Regions from separate parts of the Bicyclus anynana genome. Here region 2 is linked to region 1. Evidence: chromatin contacts called from public Hi-C data. All regions are on one chromosome and are shown on one strand. Each heading gives the region's core, a stretch centred on a gene start, on an enhancer-like site or on the middle of the called end of the contact. The rest is flanking DNA. Distances are from core to core; before and after follow the strand shown.

Region 1 (6,158 bases), core at 2,079-4,578:
AGTGAAAAAACTGTTAAAGTCAGTAAAATAAACGAGAGAGAAGAACGAGTTAAACATTACGGCGATGTGACTAAAAGTACCATTACGACTTCAAAAAATGAAATTGTCAGTTCGACGCAAATTAAGGCATCTGATTCCGACAGAAAATTAAAATCACGAAGAGAAGTGCTAATGGAAATTTCCGATTCACTTGATGAAAAAATAAAAAAGACAACAGGAAAACAGTTACCAGCTCTTAATGAAGGAATATCCAAAGAAACTTATGAACAAGAAAGTAGCAAAAGTACAAGTAGTTCAGCCAGTAGAGATCGACGTAATTTGATATTCTCACGCCAAGGATCTTCCACAGAAGAACGTGAACGTATTTTGGATAAACCAGATAATAGGGTACAAACTACTGATTTGGATGAACCAGAACTGCCCGCAGAATTTAAGTCGGAGGCTAGTAAAGATAGTAGAAAAAAAGATATGGAAATCGAAAAACTATCACAAACGACCAAACCAGCACAAAAAAGTTTACCTAGATATATGCAATGGTATGGGAAAAAATCGAGTGTAACCGTAAAACCCTCTTCTTCCGATAAAGTAATACCAGATAAACCAAAAAGACCTTCAAAAACGAAAAATGAACAAGATATTAAAGAAAAAAGTGGTCGATATGGAAAAATAATCAGCAAAGAAAGTCAAGGAAATGAGGTAAAAAAAAACTTCAAAGAAAAAGAAAGTGATTTTATACACCCTCGATTGTTGAAAGAAGGTAGAGTCACGCCAGTTCCTGAAGGACCGTTACCTGATGTGCACCCTTTATTGCAACACTCTGAGCATAGGTACGAACATCAATATGAAAATCAAAATCCTCTTTGTTACATTAAACCAACTCATATACCAAAATACTTGGGTGCACCGCCCAATGTTCCAACCTTACCGCAAAGACAGTCATTAGAACAACAACCTATTTATGTTAACCAAGATGACGTCAACAATAAAAAAGGAAAGCATAAAGATGTTTCTGAAAGCGCCCTAACCCATAGTATATCAATTTCAACAAATTACGAGGATGACAAAAGATCGGAAGTTCATGTTTCTAAGATAAATATCGGTGGAGATGCTGGTACGGGTCAAAGAATACTAGCATCAAAAGTAGACGATGACGATTCTGGAATAGCTATGAGCACGCTGGTTCAGCAAACGGGTAATATAAAGCGTTTACCAATTACAGAAAAAAAGAGTGTATTTACAATTGCTTATGATGACGTTCAAACTAAACAACTCAGGCCTGACAGCAGTTCTACGTCGTGCGAAAAGTTATAATTATTATCAATATCAGTATTCCAACAAAAACAAGAGTGCCTTATAGATGTTATTTTTTATGCGTTTTGTAAACTGTGTTCCGTCCTATTTATTATTAATAATGATATTGTAAATAATTTTAGTAGGTACTCCCGATCTGGCAAAGACTTTCTCTCTCATCGAAGTTTTGATGAAATTAAAATTACAATAACATTACAAATATTTAATAAAAAATATGCTGTTAATTTCTTCAAAAAATCGATTAGAGACAGTTTTATTGATGGAAGGGATTATAAATCTTCTTTACCTAAATTAGGAACGATACAAATCAACTGCCTTTATTTAAATGACTGTTCTGTAGGTACTTTAAACTTGATTAAATTTAAGTGACATTATATTGTAAATAAAAATTATTTTTAATTCGTATTATGTATTTAATTGTAGCTTTAATAAATCTATTGTACATAACTATTCATTTATTCACAACTGCCGTACTGTCTCAGTATGCAATTCTATATTTGTTATAAAATATAAAGTTATATCATACTTTTCATGTTTTGTTTTATTTCTGCAAAGTGATAAGCTGCTATGTAGGATATATCATAAAAAGAAAAATAGACTGTAAGCCCTCGAAAAAATCGCTCGCCTCGCTTGAATAACGCTTATAAGGCTATTCCTATATCAGAAAATAACTCTGGGCACTATGCCGTAATTTCTGAGCGGTACAGGTGAGTAGGTACGTGAGTGAATGGATTATCTCAAGTATAAATGAGGAATTTTTTATTAGTTACCCTATTTCTACCCTAAGGGTGGAAAATAGGGGTGATAAATTCATCACTAGCCGACGCCTCGCAGTTTCACGCGCGTAGTTCCCGTTTCCGTGAGAATACGAGGATGAAATATATCACATTAACATATAACGGGGCTTTATTTTTTTTTGTTACTTTCACTCGTGTAGAGTTAGTACTCGTTTAAATAGAGAAGTATGGGTTCACAGTCTAAGGCACCTCCTTCAAAGTGATCAATAGGTAGAAAATATCATAGTGTTATTTTTTTGTAGTCGGTTGTATTTTTTTTTTTAATTATTATAAATCAAGTTGTGGCTTATATTGTCAATGGTGAATTGAACAAAAAAAATAAAAACTGATTTACAAAGAAACTGGCTGACCTGGAAAAATTGTCTGCCTTATTATTTCCCTGCTTTAGGAATTTAAAAAATTTGGGGTGGACCACCCTTCCACTTGGAGATGTGAAAAATAGATGTTGGCCCGATTCTCAGACCTACGCGATATGCACACAAAGTTTAAAAATACAGTAAGAAGTACCTATGCTATGATTGTAATAAAACTGTCCTCATCTTCATCAGAGAAACTAATGAAGTGAGAGTGGAAGACAATGAAAAAGCATTAGGTACGTCATCTGGCAAATTATGGCGGCTACACAATTATTGTCCATCACACATAGTTTGGAAAATTGTGGCCGATGCCACACGCGAGAATGTCGGGTCCGGATTCAACAACCTCCCATTGACGGCTTATGGCGTCAATAGGTAATAAGACTGTAGAATAAATTAGGAGATGTATAGCGAAAAATTGCACAACAGTAACGCTAATATCATAGTTGTCCTACTTGCTGATAGGTGGCGTTTGTTAGCTTTTCTATCTGTTTTGACGGTGTATAACTCTCATCCATACAAAATAGAAAGTATTCATTTTAAAATATATAGTACCAGTTAATAGTGCCTAAACGCCGCTTAATCAGTCTCTTCGTAGCCAAATTACAAGAGTTGGCAATAATATTTCTCTTTCTACGTAAGCCCTTCAAAAACTGTATGGGTAAACTAATAACTGTAATGGGAATGACTGAAATTGATAGATTGATCACGTGAGCTATCGATAACTTATGTGATCCCCGTACATTTTTTAGTTTTCGAAGCGTTACCGTATGTAGAAAGAGAGTTGAAAGTGAAATTTGGCTGGCTACCGATGCCGAGAGTGAGGTGACGATCACTGGATCTCTCGATTCCATGATCGCAATTGTCGACAACAGATACCAGGATCTTATAACATATTAGGAGCTAGACAGTCACTTTAATAAAGATACGGTTGCACGTAAAAATAAATATAGTTTAATTGTTATGACATTCTTTTGTTTCTGATTTTTATATGATTAAACTCAAATTGTTTTAGTTTGTTTTTGGTGAAAAACGGCTTATCAATTATTATATGAAATATTAAGAAGATGAACTTAAGTGCCTCCCTGTGGTGAGGTGGAACTGTGGTTAAGTCTATACTTTTGAGTTTTAATTTATATTTTATATTTATATTTTACAACTTAATTATAAATCTAATGTATCCTAATTATTATTTTTTTGCTTTTAATTAGATGTAGACTATAAATAAACGTTACGAAACGAAAACCCCTTCAGGGCATTCCAAATTATTGCAGGCTGTGCGATTTAGAAATGTGGATACAAATCGTTTTGTACAAGTTGCCTGGATCCGTATTGTAAGAATGTCACCGTTCGCGGCGTCTTACCGTTCTGTGGTAAGAAAGGAGAAGGAGGAATATGTCACACTTACCAAAGTAAGTACCTATATCCGGTAAAAAACCGACAAACAAGCTACGACTATTAGGAGGTTTTGCAAAGCCTCCAATTTCACCTATGTCAACGGTTCATTACCAATGAGCTAGAGCGGCGATCTATTGAGTTATTGCTACAAAGTTGATATTTTACAGAGCGGTAATGTGCAGGTACAAAGATCAGCGTGTTATCGACTTATCTATTACGACGAGATTCATTTATTAACCGACTTCCAAAAAGGAGGAGGTTCTACGTTCGGCTGTATGTATGTTTTTTTTTTTTTTATGAGCGTATATGAAATATTTATTATTTATTTGGTTTGCTTAAAAACAATAATTTATCAGTAGCTGCTGCCCGGAGTTAAAAATTTGGTATTTATTAAGACCCCGAGAACTCGATATGCCGACTGCTGTTCCCTCCCGGTCAGTATCGCTAACATTGCGATAGACGATAATTATCGTGTCAGAGAGGAAAAATATCGCTGATCCCGCTAACCTGCATCCAAATCTTATAAATCCTATCCTATAAGTGATATATGGATGGCCTGGACAGTTCAGTAACTGTTTGCTTTAGAATGTGTTCCAAGGAAGATCGAACTTACTAACACAACACAATCGGCTATAAGTATAGCCGATTGTGTTCTTTTTTGCTAAGAAAGGCTTGGCGGCTGTCTGTGCTTGTTTTGCAATCCGGTCGGTAGAAATACCGAAAAATCGGTAGGTTCGAGACTACTGTACTAGGACTACATAATATATTAAGATGCTATCTCGTGCAGGCATTTTGCATTATTGAGCTATTTGTAGATAGATGGCGCTTCTAATGCGATTATAATTTACTTTATAACAATTATTCTAAACATTGCATATGACAACAAATATCGTAGACGCAAAAATAAATAAAGCTTAAATAAAGACATTAAAACTGGACTGTCTGTTGTCATAGTTATTTAGAGTAGATATAAAGTTTTTTATTATTTTGATATTCTGTAAACCTTTTTTGTTATATGTTACGCTAGATGGCTCTGAAGGTCAGCTTCTACGAGTATAAAGAATTATCTATATTTTAGATTAATATTCTATAGAGCAAAAAAAATTTGATTGTTTGTTTGCGTTCGATAGGCTCTGAAATTACTGAAGCAATTTGAAAAAAGCTTTCACTGTTGGGAAGCAACGCTATCCTCTAGTGCCATCCTATCCTACTAATAGTTTAAACGAAGTTTGTATGGATATTTGTTACTCTTTAGCGCCGCAACTACTTAACCGATTTAGCTGAAATTCAAAACAAAGATAGAAAATTCTCTAGATTAAAACATATGCTGCTTTTTACCGAATTGAGAACCTCCTCCTTTTTGAAGTCGGTTAAAAAATTGATGTAAGTACATTGTACATAGTATATTATATAACATCTTTTGCTAGTGAAAGAAATATAGTAGATTGTTATACAAGGGGCTAAAAAGACCCATTATATACGAGGTATTTTTAGGGCCCGAGACGAAGGCGAGGGCCGCCTAAATAGAAACCGAGTTTATAATGGGTTTAGCCCCACGTGTTACACTCTGCTTTTCACTACGATTGCGAGAAAATAAAATAGTTTAGTACAATATTCAATGATTTATTTTAATTGAAAATTAAATGTACAAAGTCTACAATTTTGGATATTAAGGGAGATGCTTTTACCCGGTAACATAATTTCCGACTTTTTTGAAGATGAATAATGAATATATGAGGTAAACGTGGGAGATAATAGTTTAAAAAACTCCTTTCGTAAGTGAATCCATCCGTTGTTGTTTTCTTCACTTATAAAATTTTTCGTAGGTATCGTAGGTAAGTATTTAAGTAAATGCGTCTCGACTTTGATGGTAACAGATTGAAAATTTCATTCATCTCCAAATTAGGATCACCATTCTCACTAGACGAAGACAACAATAACAATTATTGTTGAAAAATATGTAAGTTACGGTCACAAATTTACAATGAATTTCGGAAATAATCAACTGTGTATTATTCACGCCAATTGTTTTTTAAATTCTCGCTTTTTAATTTTATTTTTTTCACATGAGAAAAAGGCAAAGGTATTACACCGTAAAGGATGTCCCATGTCTTCAAATCTCGCTCTATTCGCAACTTAATAAAAATTAAATAAAAAATAAACGCATTCCACAGACAAGAACGCTGCATTTCATTCCAATTTAAAGTTTTTTATTTATTTTTCAAATCAATCAGGGCCTTACCTATAATGATTCTATTTTCGAATAAAACCTCCTTCTTTTTATAGTAGGCTAGTA
Region 2 (6,652 bases), core at 73-2,572, 89 kb after region 1:
TTTGTTTTGCATTCACACCTAGATGGAAAGTGCCTATTGACGCTTCACTTATGGATACCCATATTGTAGATAAAAATACATTGTAGAAAATCATCATTATCAACCCGTCGTATAGCAAGTTAACAACCTACTATGGGCCCAGACCAGACAGACTTTTTTATATTCAATGACAACTTAGTTTTGCCACGAGCGATGCCTACCACAAGCTGGCCTATTCACTAATTTGACCTATAATAACAACCTATTAAAATAAACATCAAATCAACTGAGAAATGTCATCTACCGGACGGTTATCAGTAGGGACCGAATGTCATTTGTTACGAGTCCAAAAATCTAAATTTCGTATAAGTCAAGTAACATATGTTGACGTTAGTGAATTCGCCTGCAGACCAAACCACAGACAATTTAAAAATATATAAAATCCTAAACTGCCTGAGCAGGGAATCGAACCCAGTACCTCTAAAGAGTTCTCCCTTCTCGAGAGAGGATGTGGAGTTTATTAGCTTAGACCCACTGTGGTGCTCTAATATGGCGAGTTAAAGGTTTTGTTTGATTTAGTCACTATTAGTTGTAGAGTTCCCAACTCCGAGCTGAACATTTTTACTGAGAATTTCTAAAAGAAAGAAAAGCTCAATATTATAAACCAAACTAGAACACGAACCCTGGACCTCGTGATTTGAAGATAGACCAAATTGTAGATAACTATCAAAATATCACAGTAGATATAATAAGAAATATGCAAGGACATAGGTACCTACCTAGACTGAGAGATGAATGAATAGAAATGAGATGGCCGATAAGAAAAAGGAATCAAAACGTTTTGTATGTGCCCATAAACAGATGGCGCTTTACCTGCCTGGCACACGTAAATATGTATAATATTTCTTTAAACCCTAAGTTGATATTTTGCCTGTGATCGCACCAAAAATTCACCTTCATCAAACCATCATCAGCGCGAATCGCCTTGGTGGATCAGAAGTGTTAGAACAAATTAAGTAAGTACTTACAATATGAAGATTTGTACTTGAAGGTGTCGGGAATCGAATCTCTTAACACCTCGAAAATAAACCAAATTGTTATAAGCTATTGGGCCATATGGTCACGCTTACTTGACGGAATTAACTATTTTCTTTACTTTTATAGAAAAGAAGAAATTCGCGTAGAGCGCCATCTTGTATGAAATAGCTATAAAACACTTATCGCGACTGTCTGTTCGGTGATTGGGTTCATATTAAAAATGAGAAGTTTCTTTGCGCTACACAATAGATGGCGCTGACCTAAATCGTCTATGCTCTTTGCAGTTTATGCAATCCTGTTACATGGCGATTGTAACTGCCTGCTCCAGATTCTCCACTGGCAACGCCCACGTTCCTAACGTTCCGTAGACATTCATGAAGTGCCTTCTTCATTCCATTCCTCATTCGTTGAGCAAATGGAAGCCGAAAACATAATTATGGGGTTTTTTGTGTTTTTTTTTTACTTTAATCGATTAAGTAAATTTAAGATAATATATTATTGTAACAATTAAATAAATAATTGTTAATGAATTAGAAGTATCGATTTTGCTAGGGTTGTGTAACTTGAAGGGTCATAATAGTCGATACGACGATACTTACGTTCAGATTATTCGATTTTATGACTAATTTATTTATTTATATAAAGCAATTTATATATTTCATAAGAAATACACAGTTCCATATTTATTTGATAGTTTTGCTTTTATTTCATTGTTTTATTTTCTTCAAAAGTGGAACACGAATACGGCTAATAATTATAATCATTGACCTCTTGTAAATAATGGAGGATTGATGTCCTTTTGCCGTTTGTTGTCAATGGTATTGGAAGGGCGCCCTCTTGATCTTGTACACAAAAACTTGAGATTGGGGAAACGTGATTTCGTGCTATAACATTTACGTGCTTATAGGCGAGTTGTTAAAGGTCGAAGCAAAATATCGTACAATTTCATTTTCCAGGACATCACTATATTAAACATACGGCAATCAAAGACACTGGACATTTTTAAAAATGCCGTAAAGTCTCATTATCTGGTGCAGTAAAGACGATCTGTATATATTATTTCTTTTCAATATAAGGTATTTATTAGTATATTTTGATATGTATTTTATTCATTATTGTAGGTATTTGTGTAATATTGTTTATGTATTAGGATGTAAATTATTTGTATTACTAATACTATGGTTATTTTTGTTTTACGCCACCTGCTGATGTCCTTAAGTTTTCCTAAACCGAAGGTTGCCTGGAAGAAATCGCTACTTAGCGATAAGGCCGCCTTTTGTATGCTGATCTCTTTCTAATTTGTTTTTTATTTCACTTGTTTTTGTCTTTGTGGTGTGCAAATAAAGTATATTTATCTTATCTTTTATCTTATATTTCTATGATACGAATCTTACTGTTTTTAACCAACTTCCAAAAAGGAGGATGTTCTACGTTCGGCTGTATGTATGTCCGCGATATTTCCGTCATTTGGGGATCGATTTTAATTTTTTTTTTTTGAAAAGGTATACTTTGTGTCAGTTTTTTCATGGCATCCTGGAGAATTCGGAAAAATCTTTCAAAAATTGTAGAGACGGCAAGTGGCGCTAGTGCGTTTGATGGCACTCATCAACGATTTACCGAAATTATTTTGTTTAGGCTTAATTAATTTGTATTGATGAGGACTTTCCACCTAGATGGGTTGTGACTGCATTGGAGGTCTGGCGATGAAGACAAAGGACAGTTAAGGTTACTCCTCATCAGTTCACAGTAGGCACCTTGTGTTTGGGCTTGATTTTTTTTTTTGTTAATGTTAGCCCTTAACTACAATCTCACCTGTAAGTAATGATGCAGTCTAAGATGGAAGCGGGCTAACTTGTTAGGAGGAGAATAAAAATCCACATACCTTTCGGTTTCTACACGGCATCGTACCGGAACTTCAAATCGCTTGGAGGTACGTATTTGCCGGTAGGGTGGTAACTAGCCACGGCCGAAGCCACCACCAGCCAGACCTGGACCAATTAAAAAAATCTTAATTGGCCCAGCCGGGGATCGAACCCAGGACCTCCGTTTTGTAAATCCACCGCACATACCACTGCGCCACGGAGGCCGTCAAATACATTTGTATTGATGAGAACTTTCCACATCAATGGGGTGTCTGCATTAGGGGTTGAAGACGAAGGACAGTCAAGGGAACTCTTCGACGGTTCACAGTAGCTAGCTTGAGTTTGAGGCTAATAAATTTGTACTGATGAGAAATTTCCACCTAGATGCATTGTGACTGATATTGAGGTCTAGTGATGATGGCGAAGGACAATAATTAAGGGAACTTCATAACGGCTTACGGTGGCTACATTTTGCTGGGCTTACTTAGTACGGTTCAATAAGTACGCCAAAATGTTAAGTTCGAACAAAAATAATAGCTTATTAAGACAGAAGTTTTACATAGAACAATCACTATCTACTAGTCATGCTGATGCAGTTTGTTATAGAATTTAAGTTGCGTAATCGCGTCATCTGGTGCAATATCCCTCGCTTCGTGGTGAGGCCTACACAATACTTTGTTTGAATTTAAATTAGACAGCGATGTTCCTTCCAAGGTTTTGACACGACTTAGAGCAAAATACACCTGTCTATGGCGATTTTTTTCTTATCTAGATCTATAACAGGATTTACCAATAAAAACATACAAGCAACCAGCAAAAAAGGACTAAGGAATAGGCGAATTTAAGGGAGTGGTAGGGTGTTAATTTTATGTATGAAAGTGATTTTTCACAAGTTGAGAGTATTTCGGAGATAAAATCGCCGTATCACCATGATTTGGTGACACGACACCAATATCATTATCAACACATATAAACAAAATTGAAGTGTGTGTCTGTGATTTCAGGAAAACTTTTTTTTCTCAAGTGCTTATAGTTAACACAACAGCTAACTATTAACAAGCTACCTTTTATCAAAAAAATGGTTCCCGCGGGTTATGTGAAAAATAGAAATTCACGTGGACGAAGTCGCGGGCGTCCGCTAGGTATATATAAAACTCTATACACAGGATGATACGATTCCATCAGCGTAACGAAGTGATGCGATCGCAACGTTACACTGATGTTATCTTTTTACAATGAAGACATCGATGTCCTATTAAAAATGGATTCAAAATCAGTGACTAAAAAGCGTCCTCACTCAATGAGTGCCAAACACAACTTCTTGGCACTCAATTCAAGTAGTCGCATTTGCAAATTCAACCTTAAACTCAAGGTTGAATTTGCTCTCAATTTGGGATTTTATTGGATATTGGACTATATTTAAAGGCCTTTAGTTATAATTTTCTTTACCAATAATTCTAAAACTGTTAAAGCAAAATTGGCCAGTTTTTAAGTGAAATTTTCTACATGATTGTGCGTCCTTTTATTATAAGAGGTCAATGCGTGGTGATAAACCCTGCCCTGAATCATATAACCCTGGAATATGATTAACTAAATTGCTTGTGTTGCAGCACCCCAACTATTATGACTATGTATATTATGTCCCAAAAATTTCCGATATCAGATCCATCCGCGCCTTTTATCAGTTTTTTTTACTGTTTACGCATCACCCTGTTTCTGATAATTTGTCTACTCTTATAATACTGATACTCGTAGTTTTGATAATACTGGTACTTGGCTTCAATCTGATCTTTTTATTGGTTTCTGGCCTACCTACTTCTTTGATTTATTTTGTATGTAATAAAGTTCTAAATGAGGACCAGAACTATGTTTACAATGTGCACAGTTGTTTACATTGAATTTGGCTTTCCTTATTCAAAATGTTTATATCGAAGCAGTAACTGACGTGCCGAGAATGGGGTAAACACACGACAAGCAATACTGTGGTGTCTATTTTTAAAGTCTCACTCACAGGGCTATTCCTGTAACCACTGCCTTGAACCAACATGAGGCACGACCTATTTAAGTTTTATGACTAAACAGCATTCTTGGGAAACAAAGACTTACACAAACCCATTATTACGTTAATGTATTGGCCTATTATATGTATACGAGGTATGTTTAAAAAGTACGGTGATTTTCCAATTTTCACGAGCAACGTACATTCGATTATCGATTGTGTTGATACACAGAATTTCAATCAAATTTTGTGTGAAGAATCGAATCAAGTGATCTAAAACTTTACAAATGTTGACAATGTCGTATGGCGAGTCTGCTCTAAGTAAAAAAGAAAATAACGAGTGGTATAAACTTTTCCAAGTTGGTCGAGAAGATACCAACGACGAACCTTCGTCTGGTCGCCCCTAGCACGTCATCAACAAAAGATATCGTCGAAATTGTAAAAAAAGTTAATTTTGAAAATCGTCGAATTACGATAAGAGAAGTTGCTGACGATGGTGGCATAACAATACGTTCGTGTCATGCAATTTTCGGTTGGTTTGTTCCGCAACTTCTGAATTTTGATCCGTCGCATGAGCATCGCTCAGGAGCTCTTGAATGACGTCAGTGATGATACTGATTTGCTCAAAAGGATCATAACTGGACTTATCATAAACTAGCGGACGCCCGCCACTTCGTTCGCTCTCTTGGACCTCCTTAATCCGGCCCTCTTGAAAATCCATTCTTAGCGGAACTCTACTATTTGTAAACTACTTCCCTGCCAAATTTCGTCTTTGCATTTATATATTAAGATACCAAAAAAAACTGCAACGCTAGACGAGCTTAAGGCTATACCAAAAAGTGCATTTGAGAAGTGCTTTAAAGATTGGAAAAAGCGGTGGTACAAGTGCATCGTATTGTATTGTATATACTTTGAAGAGGACAACGTAATTGTTGTAAATAGAATAAAAATCTACAATCAATCATTTATTCAAATTTTTTATGTACAAAAGTTCGCCTGTCTATCTATTAACATTTCATAGCTAAATTGCTGAGCCGATATGATCATTTTTGGTTAGAGATAAATTGGACCTTGGAGCATAAACGGAGGGAACTTTTTATTCCGATAAAATAAAATCAAGGGTATATATCCAAAACAAAAAAGAAATACATAACAGCTTGAAATTTAAGCCAATTTTCAAAGTTTTAAAGGTTAGTGTAAAATGTCATGAATAATTTTTATTTATTATGGTGGTTAAGCAAACTTCTGAAAAGCTGGCAATGCTCTGTTTCTGAAAATTTGCATGGGTGGCGGTAATCACTTAACATCAGGTGACATTGACACACCTGTCTTTTTGTCCGCTATTTATGAAAAAGCAGGTAGTGAATCATAGAAATATATCTGGAAAATGCTAACGGCTTCGAAGGAATTTTTCGCTTGGCTGAGGTTCCATGCGAATATATTTTCGGATATTCGTAAGCAGATAACGTGTACGAAAAATTGGCCGTTAAACGACGGCTCTAAATAAAATCTCGCTTCGTTTCTCGTTGGAATTCATGAGGAGAGAAAATTTTAAGATATTTTTAGACCAAAGTAACGCCGTTGTAACGATTTTTGCGTTATGCTACTCGAATGTCTGCGTTAAATTATAGAATCTCAAGACATTTTTTATTATTATTAAAAATATATTATATAATTACTTTGATTATCCTTTAAATGAAAAACTTATAACCTGTATGCACAAAAACTCTACTTTACGTATACTTATTAAGATTTAAGGGGACTAGAGGATTTC

The links. A called contact is a pair of places that touch in the nucleus more often than the background predicts.
Region 2: a Hi-C map of whole body shows a contact between it and region 1, with 4 times the contacts expected there. The contact joins two enhancer-like sites. A contact is called at or near these places in 2 of 2 Hi-C or Micro-C datasets (whole body and whole larva).

The regions. Positions count from the first base shown.
Region 1 is chr9:5,335,438-5,341,595 of ilBicAnyn1.1, forward strand. LOC112058335 (cadherin-86C) reads left to right here. Exons shown (of 15, transcript XM_052883349.1): 15 at 1-1,841. The coding sequence ends at 1,311. Among protein-coding and RNA genes, the nearest start is that of LOC112058341, 77 kb to the right of the region's middle. Within about 2 kb of position 3,329, at least 8 of the 8 cell types and tissues checked have open chromatin away from gene starts, as enhancers often do.
Region 2 is chr9:5,426,144-5,432,795 of ilBicAnyn1.1, forward strand. No RefSeq gene overlaps it. Among protein-coding and RNA genes, the nearest start is that of LOC112058319, 6.6 kb to the right of the region's middle. Within about 2 kb of position 1,323, at least 8 of the 8 cell types and tissues checked have open chromatin away from gene starts, as enhancers often do.